3 separate regions of the Gossypium hirsutum genome follow, and regions 2 and 3 are each linked to region 1. The links are chromatin contacts, called in public Hi-C maps. All regions are on one chromosome and are shown on one strand. The core of a region is the stretch at or near the end of the contact, and the rest is flanking DNA. Distances in the headings are between cores, read along the strand shown.

The links. A called contact is a pair of places that touch in the nucleus more often than the background predicts.
Region 2: a Hi-C map of leaf shows a contact between it and region 1, with 2.7 times the contacts expected there. The contact joins the enhancer-like site here to the promoter of LOC107951810 in region 1. A contact is called at or near these places in 6 of 34 Hi-C or Micro-C datasets (callus and leaf).
Region 3: a contact with region 1 is called in a Hi-C map of leaf, with 2.7 times the contacts expected there. The contact joins the promoter of LOC107951804 here to the promoter of LOC107951810 in region 1. A contact is called at or near these places in 6 of 34 Hi-C or Micro-C datasets (hypocotyl and leaf).

The regions. Positions count from the first base shown.
Region 1 is chrA02:82,993,614-82,997,604 of Gossypium_hirsutum_v2.1, forward strand. It overlaps LOC107951810 (transcription factor bHLH87), which reads left to right and starts at 1,707. Exons shown (of 4, transcript XR_001698621.2): 1 at 1,707-1,982; 2 at 2,951-3,094; 3 at 3,195-3,991.
Region 2 is chrA02:82,477,871-82,481,876 of Gossypium_hirsutum_v2.1, forward strand. No RefSeq gene overlaps it. Among protein-coding and RNA genes, the nearest start is that of LOC107951932, 62 kb to the right of the region's middle. Within about 2 kb of position 2,596, at least 6 of the 9 cell types and tissues checked have an H3K27ac peak or open chromatin away from gene starts, as enhancers often do. A contact at or near this core is called in leaf, where this site is marked.
Region 3 is chrA02:83,527,312-83,531,050 of Gossypium_hirsutum_v2.1, forward strand. LOC107951804 (lysM domain receptor-like kinase 3) reads left to right here and starts at 1,690. Exons shown (of 11, transcript XM_041084987.1): 1 at 1,690-2,933; 2 at 3,558-3,635. The coding sequence starts at 2,318.

The sequences.
Region 1 (3,991 bases), core at 457-2,956:
GGTTATTTGTTGGAGGTCCCTAATCGTCGATTCATCGACAGACATGATGATAAAGTGCAACTAGGGTTTTGACAAAAAAAAAATAGAAGAGGAAGAGAAAGGGACACCACGACGAAGAAAATTTTTTTAATTAACAATTAAAATGTAAAAGTAATTAGGGTAGGCTATACAAATGGTCACCAAACTATGCCTGTTTCTCTCTTTTGGTCACCTAACTTTAAAAAATTAAAATTTAGGCGCTACTATTTGAATTCATTCCTCTTTTGGTCCCCCGTCGTTGAATTGATAACTAAAAGCCTTATTTAATTGGTATAGTAACACATTTAGTTCACAATACTTACATATTTTATCAATTTGATCCTCAAACTTTCAAACCAAAGCTTTCACCGTTTAAAATAGAGGCATCCCACATCCATAAATTTGTAAAACCCAAAAAGAAAAGAAATTTTCTCAACTAGGGATGCCTCTATTTTGGGTTTTACAAATTTATAAATGTGGGATGCCTCTATTTTAAAAGCTGAAAGCTTTGGTTAGAAAGTTTAAGGATCATTTTGATAGAATTTGTAAATATGAAGGGTTAATTTTTTTTAATTATTTAGAATTAGGATCAAATTAATAAAACATGTAAGTATTGTGAACTAAATGTGTTAGCATACCAGTTAGAATAAGGCTTTTCATTATCAATTCAACTACAGGTGACCAAAACAAGAAGGCGAGCATTGTTGTATGACCATTTGTATAATTTACGCAAGTAATTAATTAAATTTATTTATTTATTTTAATTATGGAAATTTAAAAATATATTAGAAGGGAATTAACTTTTGTTAAAACATGTCACAATTTCATTGAATTTTATTAAAAATATTTATTTTGTTTTATTTTATTTATGTTTTATTTAATATGTTAGGTTTAAAAAAGGGAAATTTTAATACAAGTCCCTCTTCTATACCATTCAGCATTTTCCTTGGGTCCACCATGTTAGTACATGTTAGAGTTTAACACTATTAAATTTAAGTACTAAAAGGTTGAATACAAATCGGATAAATTGAAAGAACATGTATTATATATAGTAGTGAAAATTTTATTAAAGTATAAAGGTAAATTTTTTTAAAATATATTTATTACATAATTTTTTATTTATAATCTAATTGTTATAATTTGAATGGGTATTGTTTAAAAATTATATTTATTATTATACCGGTAACTTCTTTATTTTTTTATTTTTTATTTTGAAGATGAAAGATAAATAATGCAGACGCAAATCACAACTGAACCGTTGAAAGTTGGAGTCTTGGATGATTGAAATACTCCATGGTCCCCACAGTCCCCCTGTTTAGATTTCGCCCACGTGGGAGATGGCTATCCATTTATGGAAGCTCCCAATCATGATGCGCCACATGTGATCCGGAGTGTTGCCTTCACGTGTTCATAACGGTTTAGGATTTTTGCAGAAATAACGCGGGAGAGAGGATCATAGCGGCATTTATTTGGATTTTGATAAGAGATAGGGGGACCATCCGATAAATTACAAAAATATTAGGCCACCATTAACAATACTTGTGGACCTATCTTCATTTTAATATTTTCAACACATCGGCCAGCCTGATTAACGCACAGAGGTGAATTGCTTGAATTAAATTTTAGTACCCAGGAAATGTTAAAAATAATGGACTCCCAAATGAGCATGAAAAAGATTGAGAATAGGTGGCACCCGACATATCTTTCAATAAGATCATGGATGGTTTGGTAATTGTGACAGGATAAATCAAGTTCAACCGTCAAACTCTCTAGGATTTAAGACCAACTACTTCTAATTACTGAAAACACTCATTTAATGCTCCTTCCTTGTATATATTCTCACTGCTTATCTGCAGATTTGGTGAAGAAAAACGCCACATAGTTGACAATATAAGGGAAAGGTTGGCAGTGGCATATACAAAGGGGAACCCATTCACTGAGTTGTAATGATGGGGCGCATGTGGGTACGACTCTCTTTTCTTTTCTTTTCTCTATTCTATTTCTTTCTCTGCTTTCCCTCTTGCAAGTACAACCATCTGTATTTAATAAAGTGAAATGAAAATATATTATATGTATGTTATATTAGAATGGTTGAAGAGACAAAATTCTGTAAGCAACTTGCTTTCTGCACTGTCTATATATCTATTATCTTCTGCCTCTGATCCTCTGATTATCCCTTTCCTTTGGCCTGCAAACATATATCAGGCAGTCCCCCACTACTCAAAATGGCAATCTATGAAGCGTAGCTGCTGTTTAATTGATGCCACTGTACTGAAATGTTTAAATTCACCTCACCCTTATAAACGAGCATTTAATTCTGATATGTGGGTAGGTACCATAGTTGAGACTGGAAACTGGGATACCAGTCATGATTAATTAGAGACTGTCAAATAGATGCTTGTTTTGACTGCAGTTTTTTTTTTTGAAACTTTACAGTGCACATTAAATTTCCATGAGCAACCAAAAGGATGTCATGTCAGATTATTTCCCGCACTAGAAATATATATATATATATTATTAAACTATATAGTTTAAATATGCTTCACTAATATCTCAAATGCTCCCCATCTGCAGAAATATATATCCATACACACCCACCAAACTGACCCAGAAAGCCTTATCTTTTCCACACTCCACATTACTGATTACACCTCTTTTCAACTTTTGAAACTATGTTATTTTATGTTAAGCTATTCTTTTTTTCTTTTATTTTAAGTCCTAATACAAAGTATTTGTTGGATTATAAAACTAGTTCTCTTTTTTTTGTTTTTTTTTCCCTTACCTATCTATATAAGCATGCATGCCTTTTAACAACATTACTGAGTGTGTCAACTATGTTTATATACAGAATAGCTTAAGGTAGATGAAAAATCTAATTCCCTTAACTCGTCGTATGCATGATTTTGTTTATGGTTTCATGTTTATCATTCAGTTTCCATGACTGATGCTTCGTGATCAAGAATTAGAGAGGATTTGGTCCAACTTAGTCTCTGTTAAAAGAATTGCGACAAATATTTTTCACTTGTGTCTTTTTGTCGAAGCCAAACTCAACCAGCTGCAGTAGGATCTGGATTTGGTATGTACTTTTACTCAAATTTCTATCAACTTTATATATTCATCTGCATTTCTTTCAATCCTTGGATTAATATGTTGAAGTTATTTTATTTTGGGCTCAGAAAAAAAAGTTTCAGCCATGGATGGCTTGGGATGGGATGAATTAAATTCATTGCCTGTTTGGAACAGTGAGCCAAATGATGTAGAAGACAGTTTCCTAATTTCCAACTCAAATTCTTCCGTTTATGGTGACAAGATGAATCTGCCAGATGATATCTTCGTTAATTCAATTCAAGAACTCCAAGATGCTCAGCCATCCCTTGTGAATCCAGATGCAGATATAGTATCTGAAATGGTTAATCCACAGCCAGTTCCTGCATCAGCTTGTGGTATAACACAAGAATGGTGCTCTTCTCCATTGTTGAATAGCTCAGCCTATGGTTTGAACTCATCAAACGCTTCAGTTTCTGTTATTGGAAGCATGGCGGTTCACTCACAAGTCATCAATGGTTTACCAAATGGAAACGCTGTCGTTGGTGGTACAACAACAACAGCAAGCTCTCTTGAGTCCCTTGAATGCTTGCTCTCAGCTACTAATAGCAACACTGATACATCAGTTGAAGATGATGGGCTCTCAATGATATTCTCTGATTGCAAGAGCTTATGGAATTTTGTTGCTACTACCAGTACTACTACTCCAGTCTCATCCGGAGAGTCCCAGAGTTGTTCGGATCAATATACCAACAATATGAAACAATCGGAAACAAACTCTAGCTCTTCAAAGAGAAGAAATGATGATCAAAGTGAGTTCAAAGTTGGTCTAACTCGTGTTTACTCCAATATTTCCGCTGCAACAAGTGGTGGTTTTAGGCTTATTGATAAGAACCCACCAAAATCAAAGCAACCCAGATTAGAAAAG
Region 2 (4,006 bases), core at 1,346-3,845, 510 kb before region 1:
GATGATGGGTATAGGAAACCTATCCTTAATGGTAAGTTGGTTCAAGTGGCAGTAATCTACGCACAAACGCCAGCTCCCATCCTTTTTCTTGACCATTATGACAGGTGAAGAAAATGGGCTATTACTATCCCGTATGATTCCAGCTTGCAGTATCTCTTTAATGAGTCTCTCAATTTCTATCTTCTATAATGTAGGGTGTTTGTAGGGCCTCACATTAATCACCCTTGTTTCATTGTGCAATGGGATTCTATGATCTTGTGTTTTTGCTGGAGGGAGTGTATTTGGTGTCTTGAACACATCATCGTATTCCCTTAATAGTAGTTGCAAGTCTGCCTGGGTAAGAGCAGGTGACATTTTCAGCATGGTATGCTGATTTGTAGCCAGCATCATAGGACAAGGACTGAGTGGTGTCATATGTAAATATTTGGACATTTGGTGACCCTGAAGTATCTGTAAGCTTCCTGGTTGAATACCTTGCAGCATGCAACTTTGCCCCCCATGCTCGAACCTCATAGTGAGAGACTAAAAATTCCAAACAATAGCTCCTAAAGAAAGTAACCACTGTATCCCTAGCACTAAGTCGCACCCCTTCACCGGAAGAACCATGAAATCGGTTACAAACTTGTAGCCTTGTGTCTACCATTCAATAGCTCTACATAGCCCTCTTGTGCACAAACTTCCCCCATTAGCGACCATAATCTTCATTTGTTTAGCTGGTTCAATAGGTAAGTTACCCCTCTTGGCAATTTTGGAGTCCACAAAATTGTGAGTGCTCCCAGAGTCGACCAATATTATCATATCAAATTGCCCAATTTTGGCTGCTATTCTCATGGTGTTGTGTCCTTGGGATCCTTGTAAGGCGTGTAATGAGAGAACGAGGGGGTTGGGTTCAGCTTCTGGTTCTGTATTTTCAAGTTGCTCGGGGCAGTCCTGAAACTCCTCTGTTGGTGAGTTGATGGCTTCCACTCCCAATTCATTATGAGATCCTACCACCAACTGGTATAGTTGGGACTTCACGCATTTGTGTCCCGAAGTATACTTGGCAGCGCATCAAAAACATAGACCCTTTTTTCTCCTATCCTCCATTTCAGCTTGAGACAAGGCTTTGGTAGGGGTTTGATGGTTGCTTCAAGGGCTTTTCTGAGGGCCAAGATTCGACGAGGGACCTCCAAGAGTTGGCACATGACTGATAGGTTCGGGGTTAGAAAATAGGGGTTTGGAGTACCCTCCACTCCCTTCAACCAACGGAGGCCTTTTAACAGTATGCGTCGATACAATACCTTCTACCTGTTTGGCTAACATATACGCCTTTACCAATGTCTGGGTTTGAATAGTCTGAGGTACTGACCAACTTCTACCTTGAGGTTACTTATGAATATGCTTAATGCGTAGGGTTCAGGCAAGTGTAACTGGTTGAGGATACTTACAAACTGATCGTGGAATAGGTCCACCGTTCCCTGTTGCTTCAAGGTTACCAGCTTAGTCATCGGGTCAGTGAAGTTGGAGGGGACGAATCTCTCTTGCAACCCTCGGGCATAGGTTTCCCAAGACAACATTTGAAGTCCACCTTGTCTTTGGCTAAAAAAGTGGTGCCAATCCAGGGCTTTTCCCTCCAAATGGAGCATAACAGTTCGCACCTTGTCCTGTTCCAACACACCTTCAGCTTCGAAGAATTGCTCTAACTTCGACCACCATCCCTGGAAGTCTTCACCATCAAACCTCGGGGAGTCAAACTTGAAGTTTCTACCCATGGAGTATAAGGTACTAGCCCTTGAATGTATGCCTATATGACTAGACTCAACCATAGGTGATAGCAAAAGTGACTCCTTTGGTGGGAACCCAGGAGGTGTGCCCCCAAGTACCTCTTTTCCCTTGTTCGATGTCTGTCCCTGAGCAGGTGGTGTCGCACGCCCTATCTGCTATTCAAAAAAATTTTAAAGCTCGGTGCGAATGCCAAAGTTTACATTTTTGTGGAACTCTTTGAATCGGGACTCCATTCGAGCGTCTATTTTTGGGCTAAATTGGTTTGTAGTTGAGTGAGTTCCTGTTGCATCAGCCCCATGTCTTTCTGCATGTTTCCCATGTCCTTTTGTAACCTCGTGGTGACTCCCTCACCGGCCATCGAGAGAGGCTCTAATACCTTTGATACCGTCGGTAACGTTACTGGAAGAACAATAAATGAAGAAGAAAGAAGTAGGAGAGGAAGAGATGAAAGCAGATGAGATAAGAGAATCAAGAAGGGAGAATAATTCAGTTTTTCATAATACCCCTCATGTCTGTCAATAGAAATAGGACAAAACTCACGTTTAAAGAAAACAAAACAGACAAACGCAATGTTTGATGCATGATAGTTAGAAATTAAAAATAGTGTGAAATAAACAGAGTTGAAACCGTGGCCTTCCATTTTGGTTTGTATCAGAAGATAGGAAGAAAATTCTGAACTTATCTCCCTGGTTATTTGACCATTGTCTTTTTGCAATGTTGCTCATTGTCAAAGATAAAGAGATGGAATCTTACGCCTTCAACTTAGCTGCTTTTTGGGTAAGAATCTTTAATATACCCTTTGAATGTATGGACAGACGAGTAGCTATGGATGTGGGCAGTGCTATAGGGGAAGTTATTGCCATCGACTGGCGTGATAGAGATGGTTGATGGACAGAATATATCCAAATTAGTGTTATAATTGATACTTCCAAACCTCTGCGTAGAGTGGTCCAGTTTGTGAATAGGGAGGGTTTCATTTCTGTTTGCACCATAAAATATGAGAGATTGCCTACTTTCTACTACAATTGTGGCCTTATAAGCCATTCAACACAAAAATGAGATAAGATGGTTATCCAAAGCAAATCCAATGATACTAGCTATCAATATGGAAATTGGTTAAAAGCTTATATAGGTATAACTAATCAGGATCGAAGAAATTGGAGAAATAGGATTGAAGTTATTGAAGCTAAAAGAGTAGTGGAAAGTGAGTTGAATAGAACGACACAAGGAAATACTGAGCTAAATGTATCTGGTGAAATAAAGGAAAAAGAGAAAATTAAACTGACTGAAGAAGAGTTGAGATCGAGTTCACAAATAGAGAAGTGACCTTTCAAGTTGTCCTGTATAGTATATAGGAAAATGAGAAAAAAAAAAAGAAAAGAGGCAACAGGTAGCTGTGGAGAGTTAACCGAAGACAACCCCAGTAGATCAGGTCGTAGAAAGCTCATGGATAGTTTATCACTTTTAAAGGCAGTGGTTGACGATCAGCCCTACCAAGATCAATGAAGTTCCTATGTTGGAACTATCGTGGGTTAGGGAACCACGTGACAGTTCGGGAGCTTTAGCAACTCTTAGTTGCAAATAACCCTGACATTATTTTCCTTAGCGAAACTAAAATGAAAGTTAATGATTTTCAACGTGTTCAGAATAAGTGCAGAATGCAAAATGGTTTGGCTGTGAGTTTTGAAGGAAGAACTGGAGATCTCGCGTTGATGTGTAGGGAAGGCGTTGATGTTACCATTCAAAACTACTCCAAGTTCCATATTGACTCCCTGCTTAGGTATGAAAATAACAAAAATGTTCGTTTCACTGGTTTTTATGGCAACGCGAATCCGAGTCTTAGAAATAGTTCGTAGGATATGCTAAGAAGAATCGGTGGGACGGTTGGGGAGGACTGGGTGGTAGGGGGATTTTATGCAATTTTGAAGAAAAACAATATTGAAAAACTTAAAGATTCGAATGGCAATTGGGTGACGGATATAGAGATATTTGCAATATTGCTAAATACTATTTTTGTAATTTGTTTCGATCTAATAACTATGTTGATGATATCCATGTTTTGAACTATATCAGTGAGTGTGTTACCAGAGAACCCAATGATTGGCTTGAAGAAGATTACATAGAGAGTGAGATCATCCAAGCCATTAAGCAGATGGATCCTAGGAAGGCCCTTGGAGTGGACGGTCTGTTGGGAGTTTTTCCAAGCATAACTGGGAGATTGTTGGGAGGGACACTATTCGGT
Region 3 (3,739 bases), core at 440-2,939, 530 kb after region 1:
TTAAAACTAATATCCCACTTCAATTATAAAATCTTTGTTAAGCAATTGGAGGGTAAAAGAAGTCAAACAAATTCAAAGGTTTTATCACCAAACTTTAAAAAAAAAAATACAACCATTAATTGTAAGTAAATGTCGCTCGTTCGATCTCTTTCTATATTTTCTTCTTTAGAAATATATTCAAATGTCCAATTTTTATCCTTCTTTAAAAGATAATAAATAAATTTAATTAAAGTCAATTTAGAAAATATTAATTTTGAAATTTAAATAATAGACAATATTTATTTTTAAACAATTAGAATTTAAGCACCTTATTATCTATAATATAGAATATAGATGATACCAACAATATATTATAATGGAAGGTTATATTAATCATTCGAAAGGATAGCAAATTAATGGTCAAATTGAGTCAAACCTTACAAGCGAAGGTGTTTGAAACGTGCAACGATTGACTTCGACAACGTGAAAGTGTGGATAAGTGAGGTAAGTAAGGCGATTAGTTTGGGAAATGATCGGCGATCAATCTTATAAAAATGGCGCCTAATTGCGGGGCCCAACCAACTATCTTTCTCAATTCCAGCTCTTCACAACTTGTGCCAATCCTTTTCCCAACACTCAATGCCCCCGTGAATTTTATTTCCCAATTTACCCTTCCAATCCTTTTGAGTGTTTCTTGTGTGGGAGAGAGATTTATGTATTTTGTTATATCATATTTGTCTCTTGTAAATAATAAAAAAAGAAATGTAAGATAAAAGTTTTATAAAAGATTCGAAAATTTTTAAGATTAGATTTTTAAAATATTTTTTTTATAATATTTTATTTAAAATAATATTACATAAAATTTAATATATAATTTAATAGTTAAATTAACGATTTTAATAATAAAAGAATCTAACTAATATAACCGAGATGCTTTAAGAATTTCATTAGAATAATTTAAAATTTAAAAATTAATTTAGAATAAAAGTGGGTTTAAAAATATTTAGTGAAAGTACTACATTTTTTAATACCATTTCTGAAGTATTCCGCAGACAATTGCAAAATGCACTTTGAATGAAAGAAATTCAGTTGATTTGACAATAAATTTAATAAATACTTTTTATTCTTTTTAGTTGAATCATAGAAATTTAAGTATTTTTTTCGAAATTTTACTGCATTTTATATTATCCTCATTTTTAAAATATATAAATTTGATTTAGTTTATATTTTTATTTTTTATTGACTTGGTATAGTAAGATAATTAAGCATTAATTCAGTTATTAGAATAAATTTTCATATGTAAATGAAATTATTATAAATTATTAAAATTTTAATCATAATAAATTTTAAACATAAAACACAAATATATTAAACAATTAACTTCATCAATATAATCGAAGAATTAACACATATCATGAGTATTGTATTAATCTTCTATTCATATAAATATATGTATGTGTGCCGGAGCAAAGTCTGAAATTTTGAGAAAGATTCAATTTTAATAATATATTTTTACGATAATAAAAAATATAATTTTATTATTTTAATAACTTATAATTTTTTATAATTAAACTTTATTAAAATGGACAAACTTTGTTAGAAATAAAAAAAAAACGAAAATATTCAAGGAAAGGTGGGCAGGGCAGGGCGGGGCAGGGCGGGGCAGCAAATAGCTATGAAAGTGGATGGGGATGGCTTCCTGTTTGTATGTATTTGAGACTCCCTTTCCCTTTTTACAGTGAAGGACTGAATTAAGAGTTACCAACCGCAACAGAGGGAAAAAAGAAAAAGAAAAATAAAAACAGTCGAACATGCTCTGTTTAGAGTCATCTCATTCCTTTCTACTTGTGTCCTTCAAACCTCCTTAAAATTTGAAGCTTAAATCCCCACCTTCCATTTTTGCTTAGCAAAAATCTCACTTTCATCTTCCCTCTAATCTTCCAATATATTTTCTTTGATCTTCTTTTTTTACTACCATCTATCTAAATCTACCATTTTCTTTAACCTCTTCAAGGAAAAGAAATAGTAAAAGCCAGGATTTTCGTGAACTTAGCTCTAGTTTCTTCACTGACCCTTTGCTTCTCTTTGTCTGATTTTGTTTTAGATTCATACTTCTTGCTCATCATTTACAGCAAAAGCTAAACCTTGCTCAAACTTTTATCAAGTCTAATTTATGTTTGATCTAGTTTTCTCTCTATCTAGTCCTAAACTTTTTTTGTGTTAACCCTTTTAGGCCGAGTTGTTTGATCAAACTCTATTTTTATCTATTTTTTGCACTTAATTTTAGCTCAAAGTTTCAATCTTTTCTTTTTTTTTTTTTTTGTTAGAAACAAGAAAAATGGATCCTAAGGTTTCACAATTTGTGATTCTTCTACCATTAATCTTTCTTCTTATTGTTCAAACCCTCAATGCCTTGGATTCTTCTTCTGCTACAATACCCATGAATTGTACGGACACATCAAGATTATGCACATCTTTTTTGGCTTTTAAGCCGCAGGGAAACCAAAGTCTAGCAGTGATCCAGAGCATGTTTGATGTGATACCACAAGACATTACAGTTGAAGGAGAGGACAGCCATGGCTACATATTCATAAAAAAGAACTGTTCTTGCTTGACATCCTCCAAGAATTATGCAACAAACACAACCTTTACAGTGAGATCAAATCAAGGGTATGTTTATGACATGATTTTAGAGGCTTATGATAGGCTTGCAATGGTTCCAAATGTTAGCAGGCCGGCAAGGATTGGAGCTGTGGTGTCTTTGAGGCTGTTTTGTGGGTGTTCAAGTAGTTTGTGGAACTACTTGATGAGTTATGTGATGAAAGATGGGGACAGTGTGCAATCTTTAGCTAGTAGATTTGGGGTTAGCATGGATAGTATTGAGCAAGTTAATGGGATTTCAAATCCTGATAATGTCACTGTTGGTGCTTTGTACTATATTCCCTTGAATTCAGGTTTGCCTAAAAAATCATTTAATTTTTTCTGTTTATTCTTTTTACCATTTTCTGTGTGTGGTTTCTTAGGAATTTGCATGAGGAATGCTATTTGTTTGGATATATCCATATTGAGTTGCTTTTCAAGAGATGGGCATTTATGATTTTGATGATAATTGCATAGTTTCTGAGAACTCTTTAAGTTTTGCAAATACAGGAGTTAACAAAGTTGGTAAAATAAGATTTTTGCCCATAGTTTATAATTAGGTATACTAAGGACTTGGAACTGGAGCCTACTTGGTTTCTATCTGAAGTCATAATGTGAACTTTGAGGGAAGGTGCTAATGTCATGGATTTCGGATATGCAAACAATATCATATTAATGCAAGCAATAATGAGTTCATGCATATTCTTGTTTTATAGCTGTGATTAGAATTGACAAATGTCTTTGCTTTATGATCTATTTCCTTGAATTACAGGGCTATTAATTGGTGTTTTTTCATTATGCCTTGTGTGTTGTTTGCAACTGGCAATGCGTACCGAGAATAGACATTTCTCTTGTTAATTTTGTTGGATTTACTTACTGTTTAGTTCTCCTCTTATAGCAGAAAGTTTTAGACTATAGCTTGCTTATATATATTGCAGTTCCTGGTGAACCGTATCATGTGGAGAATGAGATCCCCCCAGCACCTGTTCCTGCACCGTCAGCTGATGCAATTTCAGGTATGAATTGGTAAATCTAAGTGAAGGAAGTAAAGCCATGTTACTTGGACTGAAGTGTGAGTGTTGAATATGGGTATGTATGTGTCTGACATGGGCATGCTAAA